Regions from separate parts of the Sus scrofa genome. Here region 2 is linked to region 1. The links are chromatin contacts, called in public HiChIP or PLAC-seq maps. All regions are on one chromosome and are shown on one strand. Each heading gives the region's core, a stretch centred on a gene start, on an enhancer-like site or on the middle of the called end of the contact. The rest is flanking DNA. Distances are from core to core; before and after follow the strand shown.

What was found. HiChIP or PLAC-seq counts read pairs in DNA pulled down with a chosen protein or histone mark.
Region 2: an H3K27ac HiChIP or PLAC-seq map of alveolar macrophages shows a contact between it and region 1. The contact joins the promoter of FUT11 here to the promoter of NUDT13 in region 1. A contact is called at or near these places in 1 of 5 promoter capture datasets (fetal liver) and 1 of 2 datasets of contacts at active chromatin or transcription factors (alveolar macrophages).

What each region holds. Positions count from the first base shown.
Region 1 is chr14:75,916,147-75,921,617 of Sscrofa11.1, forward strand. NUDT13 (nucleoside diphosphate-linked moiety X motif 13) reads left to right here and starts at 1,910. Exons shown (of 12, transcript XM_021074324.1): 1 at 1,910-2,272. It overlaps P4HA1 (prolyl 4-hydroxylase subunit alpha 1), which reads right to left and starts at 2,756. Exons shown (of 15, transcript NM_001097435.1): 1 at 2,676-2,756.
Region 2 is chr14:76,494,057-76,499,197 of Sscrofa11.1, forward strand. It overlaps FUT11 (alpha-(1,3)-fucosyltransferase 11), which reads left to right and starts at 3,838. Exons shown (of 3, transcript XM_001928248.5): 1 at 3,838-5,141. SEC24C (protein transport protein Sec24C) reads left to right here. Exons shown (of 24, transcript XM_013983347.2): 13 at 1-20; 14 at 224-317; 15 at 542-658; 16 at 990-1,160; 17 at 1,673-1,769; 18 at 1,860-2,005; 19 at 2,229-2,367; 20 at 2,520-2,638; 21 at 2,736-2,915; 22 at 3,177-3,368; 23 at 3,610-3,699; 24 at 3,838-5,071. The coding sequence ends at 3,978.

The DNA of each region.
Region 1 (5,471 bases), core at 660-3,159:
ATCCAGCGTTGCCACGAGCTATGGTGTAGGTCGAAGATGAGGCTTGGATCCCACATTGCTATGGCTGTGCTGCACGCTGGCAGCTGTATCTCCAATTCAACCACTAGCCTGAGAACTTCCATATGCCTCAGGTGTGGCCCTAAAAAGCAAAAAAAAAAAAAAAAAAAAAAAAAAAAAAGAGCTTGAATATATTTGCCCTGTGAAAGATACTTGCCAGTACACAACCCCCTCTGCAGTATTAGAAAAGGTCAACATCTCCTTACCAAAAAGCCAAGATTCGCTTGTAACAGCCTGGACTACCCTGGTAAGATGAATTCTCTCTTTTTTTTTTTTTTTTTTTTTTGCCTCTTACGGTACCACCTGAGGCATATGGAAGTTCCCAGGCTAGGGGTTGAATCAGAGCTGTAGCTGACAGCCTACACCACAGCCACAGCAGCTGGGGATCTGAGCCTTATCCACATCCTACACTATAGCTCACAGCAATGCCGAATTCTTAACCCACTGAGTGAGGCCAGGGATCAAACCTGCATCCTCATGGATACTAGCTGGGCTCATTACAGCTGAGCCGCAACGGGAACTTCCTAATGCTTTATTTTTTTAGTAGAATTTTACACTGTCTAAATTTTTCTGCAGTAATTAAGTGTTGCATATTTTTTTCAATCTGTTTTTTGGCCACGCCCATGATATGTGGAAGTTCCCGGGCCAGGGACTGAACCCATGCCACAGCAGCAACCTTAGCCACTGCAGTGATAACACTGGATTCTTAACCTGCTGCACTGAAAGGGAATGCCTTTCATCTGTTTTTTTCACTACATGTTTCCAAGATACAAAATGGTCAACACCATTATCTGCCTACCAAAGTCCCTGGCTTTCAGTACCTCAAAATACAACTCATTTAAAGACATCAAATAGCATTATTCACCTAAAGACACAAAGCAGTCCTTTCCCTAGTAACTAAGTTCAATCTCAAAGAAGCATTTGGCATCAGCTATCAGCTACCAAGGGACTGAAGGCATAATGTTCCAAAACCAAAACTGACATGACTTTTAAAGGTAAGTGACAAAACCTACACTTCTCACAGAAAGAAAAGGTAAAATGTGAAGTTCACAGTTAAGATTTAGAAATTATATTCACAGGCTAAAAGTCAAAGTTAAACAAAAATCACTGAATGTCTACTCAAATTTTAAATCAAGGCAAAACATACTCAAGGTTATTGACTTTCAGCTAAAATATTTCCTGCCTAAGGTATCCATTTTTTTCATAGATACTTGATGAGAAAAATCCCTTTAAAATGTTTTATATATTAGATTCCAATGTTCCAGCTACAAGGACAGTATATTTCTTATTATTTTAGATAAAGACTAGCCTCATTCATAAGCTACATCTAAATCTAAAAGGGGAAATACTTTCTTCCCAAAACCTGTATCAAAAAAAAAAGAGCCTAAAGTTGATGAAAGAACACTGCTGCCACGTCTTTCCCTTCCCCCACTCAGAAGTGACTATTTCATCCCTTCAGAGTGCATTCCAAGGGAAAGTCCAAGAGCCACAGCTCTTAGAGAAACAAGAAACAGTTAAGTTGAAACTGGCAAGCCTCGTTGGCCTTTTAGATCAATTCCTAAAAGGAAATCTAGGTTCTTCGTCCCTTAAAGCAAACAGTGCAAAATTCCAAGAATCTTCTCCACTCTGTCGGAACGCCAAAGACGTTAGTGTCTAAAAACTGAACTGTATTTAATACATTCGATGACTGAGGAGAAATAGTCTCATACTTATGATACCACTCTTCCTCCCCCTTAAAACATACATCTGGGGGCCATTCGCTTAACTCAAAGTTCTCGCACAAACACAGAATTCGATTTCCTGATGGACTTTTAAAAGCATCAGATTCTGCTGTGAAAGAGCAGAGGGGGGTGGGGAGGGAGAGAAGCTCATGTACCTTTAAAATTTTTATGTGGCAGAAGGAAGGAAGAAGACTAGCTTCCCGGTTGACTGAGAATCTGACAGCCGACTTCCCTACCCAGCCGCCCGAAACTCGCCGCCCGGGGCTACGTCTAACTGCTCGGGCTGCACCGCTGCGCGCAACAGATGAGCCTGAACTTCCCCGGGTATGTCCGCTTCCTAGACCCGACAACTCTTCCGCGGGGTAAAAACGCCCGAGTGCTTCGGCGTGAGCTCTAAGCTTTAAAATCAGTTCTCCACTGCCACATGCTAACCATCTGCTGATTTGGAGGCCGAAAACCGTCGCGTACCCGTCAGCTTTGCAAGCGAGGACCAGGTAAGAGTGGAGCTCGGGAAAATCAACAGGGTTACCCCTCCTCGGGAAGGAATATTCAAGAAAGTACTGGTTCCCGGGGCGGAGACAGAGGCTGCCGCAGCCCCAACAGTCGGGGACGCCAATCTGGGAGGAGGTGGGAAGGGGAGCACCGAGGAGGGCGGAAGGGCCTCTGGGACAACCAGGAGGCGCGGGGCGCTGGACCTGGGGAAGGTACAGAGGAGAAGGTACTGCGGTAGTAAACCAGGGAACCCCTGCCCCCGAGCCATCCCACCAGAGAGGGCAGGGACCAGACCCCCCAGAGCCATCCGAGAAGGGCCGCGGCTGCCCAAGAACTTCAGCCTCAGTAGCCAACGACTACCCAAGGACTTCATCCTCATTCTCCAAGGTCGGAGAAGCGTCTCACCTGAGAAGTGGCAGGGGAGGGCTGCGCGTTCTCCAGTCCTCGACCGCCTTCAGTCAAGCCGGCTCCCTTCTCTAAGCCCGCTGGTGGCTTGACTGGGCAGCAGAGGGAGCCAGTTAGCCCTTTTATAACCTCTAGGCCGCGACGGCAGCGCTAGGGAGGAGGCAACTGCAACCCTCGCTACGTGAGCTCGATCACACCAGCGCCCAGGCGTTTGCGCAGGCGCCCAGCCCAGGCCCTCGCCCCCACCCTTTGCCCACGTCCCACGCCCCAGACTCCCCACCAGCTGGTGAAGTCCGGAGCCGAGGGGAGGGGCCGGCGGGCGGGCGTGTGGTGTAGCGCGCCTGCGCAGGGTCCTCGCCACGCCCTTGTTACCGTGGTTACTCCGGATTTGCCCCACTCCTTTCAACAGGTTGTTTAGCGCCTGGGTTACGCCATCAGCCTCAGGCTGGGACGTCGGAACTCCCAGCAGGGAACTATATTAAATATAAGAATAAGAACATGGGAGTAGAAAATAAGGCAGAAAAGAAGAATCGGGTGGAAAATAACACCGTACCTCATGTCTTGGTATCTCAGCTGTCTTGGTCCTGAGGCTTTTTACTTTACGAACCTCCTTCCTTCACCTACACTCATATGTACCTCGCTCTATCGCTTATCTTTATACTTTATCACTAGATAGTGCACTGCACGCTCTGGAAATTTTCTGGGTTCACTTCCCAGCTCAGTCTCGTAAAACTCTGGGCATTAACTTCTCTGTATCTCAGCTTCCTCTTTTGCAAAATGCGAATGACGTTAGGTAACTCTTAGGATTGTTATGAGAATTAAATAATGTGCGTAAAGCATTTAGCACATGCCTAGCACACAGAAAGGGTTTGGTAAATATTAGATTGTGTTATAGCATGTGAGGAATCCAGTGTTGTGTTTGGTCATAGTCCAACCTTTGTCTTAGTCATTATCGTCCTAAAAGAAAGCTTTAGTATCAGGCAGCAGACAATGAAGGAGAAAGGGAAGAAAGCGAAAGTGTCCGTGAAAGAGAAGACTTGTCTCAGACTTGGTAATCATTAAAAATTGTTTTTTCTAAAGTTTTCCATGAATGCTAAAAAGCATAGCAATAGTTAACATTTAACTCTTATCTAGGAGTTGGGGTTGATTATTACAGATACAGCAATAGTCAAAGAGGGGGTACTTTTCAGAACCCTAGGGAACATAATATAGTGATATAGTGACCCACTAATCAGCAGTTCTTAAAGTGCGGTCTCCAGGTTCACAGGGCAAAATTATTTCATACTGAATCGAAAAACAATGGAATTTTCCAGAGACTACATGTCCTGTGATAGTGCAACAGATTGCATGCAGAAGAATGAGAATCTTCTATTAGGCTAGATACTAAAGAAATTTGCAGAAATGTAAAATGTCATTCTTCTCACCAAATTCTTTTTGCTCTGAAAAATGGTTATTTTTCATTAAAAAATGTTATTTATATTAACATGTAACAGATTTATTATTTATTGTTTTTAAATGAATTAATATTTTGCATGTTTGTTTTACTCCTAATACAGCAAATGTTGATAGATATGATATGATCCACATAAAAGCTTTCTGGAGTCCTCAGTGCTTTTTAGGAGTGTGAAACAATTATGAGAACAAGTGTTTCAGAACCACTAGTCTAAACAAACAGCAGGGAGCACTTTGACACAGGAGGCAAAGATCTCTTCCTCAAATCTTTGTCTCAAGTGAAGCTGTAATCAGTCTATCCACTGCCCCTATATAGAGCAGACTCTGAAAATTGCAATTCACCCTGTAAATTAAATAGCTCCAGACCTTAAGGGAGATTTACTGTGAAGATAAGAAAGCTTAGCTTCAGGGGCCATCATTTACACTAGCCCTTTCCAAGACCCTGGAAGGAGCCCCAGCAATATGCTCACACAGCCATATGCTTTTGTAAAATTTTTAAAAGTAAAAATTTTAACTGCAGTCTTTAGACTGCTAATTCTTTCCTCACTGATTTTCCCTCTGTCCTGCTTGCCCTTGTCAGATGGCGTTGGAATGCCTAGAAGTCGTTTTTAAAATTTAACCAAAGGGAATTTGAGTTAGAATACATTTGGTTTGAGTTTAGTGGGATATATTTTTGTAATTCACAGTCACTTCCATGTATAGTTATTTTCAGCTGTCCCATTATATGAGTGGCATCCAAGAAGCCTCCTACCACCCGTTGTGCTGACCCACCCAGCACTGTAAAACAAAGGTACAGGGCCAGACATCATATTCAGATTTGAATGTGTCCTGTGTGCTAGCATCAAAAATATATGGATAGGGAGTTCCTGCAGTGGCTCAGCAGTTAATGAATCTGACTAGCATCCGTGAGGACACCCTTGCTCAGTGGGTTAAGGATCCAGCATCGTGATGAGCTGTGGTGTAGGTCGAAGATGCAGCTTGGATCCGGCATTGATGTGACTGTGGCATAGGCCGGCATCTGCAGCTCCAATTCGAACCCTAGCACGGGAATTTCCATACGCCACATGTGCAGCCGTAAAAAGACAAAAGAAAAAAAAAAAAAAAAACACAATAGATAGTAGAGGAGAAGCAAAACTTTAAGGAGCCTAAAGATAATCTGTAAGAAAATCTTCCAGTTATTGGATGTATAAATTTTTAATTATTTAGTGCTTATCAATGCTTGGCCAATAAAAGGAAGTTCTTCTTTTGTGAGAATTTAATGAGATTCACAGCAAACTGGTTAGAATGTCATCAGTTTAAAGAAAACTGATGTGCCCTAAATTCTTTTTTTGTTTGTTTGTTTAC
Region 2 (5,141 bases), core at 2,588-5,087, 580 kb after region 1:
TCTCGGGCAGTCATCACCAGGTAAGCGTCAGACTTTGGGGCTAAAGCAGGGGTAGGGTGAGTACAAGCACAGAAAGCCACAGAGTTGAGCAGAGGGGTCAGCAGTTGCATGGGGGCTGTGCCTCAGGAGTTTTCAGAGTCTGGGGGTCAGATGATTCTGGGGAATTGAGAGATCTGAGATTTGGATAGCAATTTTGATTGCCTTCCATCACCTATCACTTCAGCTTGTTGGATCAGATTCCAGAAATGTTTGCAGACACAAGGGAGACAGAGACAGTATTTGCCCCAGTTATCCAGGCTGGGATGGAGGCTCTGAAGGTAAGGCTACAAACCTGGCAACCTCCTCAGTGACACTTTCTTCTGACCATCCTATCCTCTGGGATACAACTCATGTTTCTTTCGTGATTGATGACGGTCCGGTCCAGTCCAGTGGGTCGGCCTGTCTGACATAGTTGACACTGAATAAATGACCAGGGAAGGGATGAATGAATAATGGATGAATACAGGAAAGAATGGATCAGTAGCTCTCTCTTCTTTCCTAGGCTGCCGAGTGTGCAGGGAAGCTATTTCTGTTCCACACCTCCCTGCCCATTGCAGAGGCCCCAGGGAAACTGAAGAACAGAGATGACCGGAAGTTGATCAACACAGACAAGGAGAAGGTGTGGGGTTGGGAGCTGGGGGGCAAGAGGAATGTGGTATCTCTTTAAAATGCAATACTCTAACTTTCTTGAGGGTGATGAGGACTAGATCTGTACTCTTTCCCATGTCACATCAGTGACTGCCAACCTTCTCTGCCACTCCCATACTTCTCTACCCTACCTCATCTCAAAGCCTTCGGTAGACAGTTTTCTGTTTTTTTGAGAATGTTCTATTGCAAACTGTGAGGTAGATCTGAAGTCTTATGTGCCCTTGAATCTCCCATATTACATATACAGTTCTCAAAGAGGGTGGAACTGAGAGCTTTGAACATTTTCTTGTATTCTTCCTCAGACTCTGTTCCAGCCTCAGACAGGTGCCTATCAAACCCTGGCCAAGGAGTGTGTGGCCCAAGGCTGCTGCATAGACCTCTTTCTCTTCCCGAACCAGTATGTGGATGTGGCCACACTCTCTGTTGTACCCCAGCTCACTGGTGGCTCTGTCTACAAATACGCTTGCTTTCAGGTAGGCATGGGACTCTGGGTGGAGGTGGAAGCAGGACGGGGAATGTCTGCCTACATGTGGGGTCGCTCTTTAGCTGCTGACTCATTAATAGGAATAGTGTTGGAGGAGAAGACTGCACAGTGTAAGGAGGAGGGCCACGACTGTTGCAGTCAGGAGCGTGGAGCTTGGAACCAGTCCCGGGTTGATGTTCTGGCCCTGCCACTTACCAGCTATATGACCTAGGATGATTTGCTTAACTATTCGCTCCTTTGTTTTTTTCATCTGTAAAATGGGATTTTGGAAGTTATTAATTAGGATTTGTCATCAGGATTAAGGAGTTATATGTAAAATATTTAATGTGGTACCTGGCATGCAGTACGTGCCTAAAAGCTATCATCATTATCAACATCATTGTTACTGTCTTCACTGTTACTGTCATTATGATCCACAAGCTTGTAGAGTGGAATGGGTGCAGGGAAATTGTTTGCATGATGTTATACTCTCAGTGATGTGACTCGGCCTGGGGGATGCAGGTGGAGAATGACCAGGAACGGTTCCTGAGTGACCTGCGTCGGGATGTACAGAAGGTCATTGGCTTTGATGCTGTGATGCGGGTCCGCACAAGCACTGGTCAGTCCTGGTTGGAGAAGAGCAGGTAGCGGGGCTAAATCTGGGAGGGAGGCACCTGTCATACCATTAGCCCTGTCCCTGTGGCCTCAGGTATCCGTGCTGTAGATTTCTTTGGGGCTTTCTACATGAGCAACACAACAGATGTGGAGCTAGCAGGGCTGGATGGGGACAAGACGGTGACTGTGGAGTTCAAGCATGACGATCGGCTCAATGAAGAGAGTGGAGCCCTCCTGCAGGTGCTGGGCAGGAGGCAGGGGTTGGGGAAGAAGCGTTGGGGTGGTTTCACTGGGTATAAACAGGCTGCAGGGAAGAGGGTGAGGGGTGGGTAGAGAAGACTAGAAGAGGCTGGGGAAGGGATGGCTCATGTGTTTCTTTTAGTTTAATAATATAGCAAAGAGGCAGTTTTTCAGAGGGCTCTGGCGACAGAGGCGTGTGAACTCCCTGTCTCCCTTCCCCTAGTGTGCCTTGCTCTACACCAGCTGTGCAGGGCAGCGACGGCTCCGCATCCACAACCTGGCCCTCAACTGCTGCACCCAGCTGGCTGATCTGTATCGAAACTGTGAGACTGACACACTCATCAACTACATGGCCAAGTTTGGTGAGGGCACAGGCAGGGCGGGGTGGGATTGGGGCTAAGAGCAAGGTCTAGGAGGGTCAGCAGATCAGCATTCCTGGGTGGGAGTGATGGTGGGAAGGCACATGTGACAGAGGGGCTGACCAGTGAGCCTGCGATCTCCCTTTCCCATCCAGCGTACCGGGGGGTCCTGAACAGCCCTGTGAAGACTGTTCGGGATGCTCTCATCACCCAGTGTGCCCAGATCTTGGCCTGTTACAGAAAGAACTGTGCCAGCCCCTCCTCTGCAGGACAGGTAGGGCAAGCGTGTTGGCGGAGAAGTTGCTGGAATACATTTTTGCATTGGGAGGGATTTCTCATCATCACTGACTTCATTTTGATAACCCCCCTAGTTGATCCTTCCTGAGTGCATGAAGCTACTCCCAGTTTACCTGAACTGTGTATTGAAGAGTGATGTCCTGCAGCCTGGAGCTGAAGTCACTACTGATGACCGCACCTATGTCCGACAGCTGGTCATCTCCATGGACGTGGCTGAGACCAACGTCTTCTTCTATCCTCGGCTCCTACCGTTGGTGCGCCTGAGGGTGGAGTGTGAGACTTTGTACTGAGAAAGGGGCTTCATAGAAGGAGAAAGAGAAGGATTAATATCATCTGTGTCTGACAGCAGTGAAATTTTTACCTGTGTTATCTGATGTAATACTGTCATACTGTGAGAATTACTGAGGGACTTAGTGTTCTGAAATTTCATGTATGGGTGGGGGGTGGGAGGACGAGCATGTGGGCAAACAAGTCTTGTGATCCTTGGTAACCTTTTGTCCATTCCTTTGATCTAGACAAAGTCTCCTATTGAGAGTACCACCGAGCCACCAGCAGTTCGAGCATCTGAAGAGCGTCTAAGCAACGGGGATATATATTTGCTGGAGAACGGGCTCAACCTCTTCCTCTGGGTGGGAGCCAGTGTCCAGCAGGGTGTTGTCCAGAGCCTCTTCGGTGTCTCCTCCTTCAGTCAGATCACCAGTGGCCTGGTAAGGGCAGGGAGTCAAGGAGAATATGGGCGTGGAAGTAAGACTTGTGATATGGGTAGAAGTCAATAAAGTTAATATGCTAGTTCCCTTAAATAGGGAGCATTTGAGAGAGGAGAGAGGGTGCCATCATTCTTCAGAGACTTCTGTGTTTCAGATAATGCATGCATCTGTGCTGCCCCATCTTGACTACTGGATTCAGCATACCTTATTACGATAATGATAAATGAATTTTGTGTTCCAGAGTGTTCTGCCTGTTCTGGATAATCTGCTGTCCAAGAAGGTGCGAGGCCTCATTGATAATTTGAGGGCACAGAGATCACGGTACATGAAGGTAACACTGATCTGGACTTCTCACCTTGTCAGGTCCTCCCCGGGAGTGGAGATGGGGAATGAGTGACAGGATAATGGGATTTCAGGGCATGTTTAATTCCCTTTAGCCCTGCCTAATGACCCTGTGTTCTGGCCATAGCTTATCGTGGTGAAACAGGAGGACAAGCTGGAGATGCTGTTCAAACACTTCCTGGTGGAAGACAAGAGCTTGAGTGGGGGAGCATCCTATGTGGACTTTCTCTGTCATATGCACAAGGAGATTCGGCAGCTACTGAGCTAGAGCAAGTGGGTAAACAGCATAGGGTCCAGGCCAGCTTCCAGAAAGTACCCCAGGACAGCAGAGAAATTGGGACAGTTCCATACCTTCTAAGTCATGTAAGCTGACCTCAGTCTCTTTAGGGGGGAGGGGGAGATATAAGGAGACACCTTCTTTCTGGGCTCAAGTATCCTACCACTCTGTCATGTCCTGCTGTTGGAAGGTGCCCCTATCCCCTCACTTTACCCTCCTTTTCCTGCTAATCCTGTCGTAATGAATGTAGTTTCTCAGTTCACTGTATATGATTCGGTGTTGGGGGATTTGGAGCCACCCAGACCCAGGCAATATTATGTGTCCCTTTGGACCAGCCTCCAAGAAGAGAAGGGCAGGTGGGAAGGAGTGGGGATCCCAGGGTTACTACAGGGGGAGGGGCTGCCAATTCAGCTCAGTGTCATCAACAACTTCCTATATTAGGGATAAACATACATACAGGTGCACAAGAGCTGGGGTGTAGACCATAGATGGTAGAGAAGAAAGTGGTCTGTCTTCCTGGGCCTCAACAGCCAAGTCAGTTCCTGAAGGTGGTTGATTAGCTTTCTCTCTCTGCTTCCGCTGCTCTTTCTCCTGCAATGATTGGTGATCACTTGGTGGATAGAGGCACATTGTCAGAGGTGAATGAGCCTGGGAAGAGCGTTGCAAGGTATATTAAGACCTGGGAGAGGTACCCACCTCCTTCCAGCTGGAGAGGCCCCAACACTGGATGGTTCTGTAGGGAGCCTTGTCATCAACTTGCAATACCTCACAGAGCCAGCCCATATTCCACTCTGACCTCCTGCTGGAAACACTGCTCTCCAAGCTGGGGTTGTTGAGGGGAGAGGCAGAGGTGGCTAGTCTCTCCCGCCAGGACACCACTCAGGCTTTGGCACTGACAGAGTGGCTGACAGTTATCTTCCAACCCGACCTGGCCGGGGCAGACCAAGGGCTAGGCTTGATGGTGGCCAGGCTTGCCTGCTCCCAGCCTGGGATGCCCCTGCTCTGGACCTCTCATTTCTCTTCATTGGTTTATTTTTCAATGCATCTTTAATTTGTAAAGAAATAAATTAAGATGTAACCAGTAGCCTCATTTTTATCTGCGACCTATCGCTTTCCCTCCAGTCCTTCCTGCCAGGACTAGCGGCTCCCGGGAA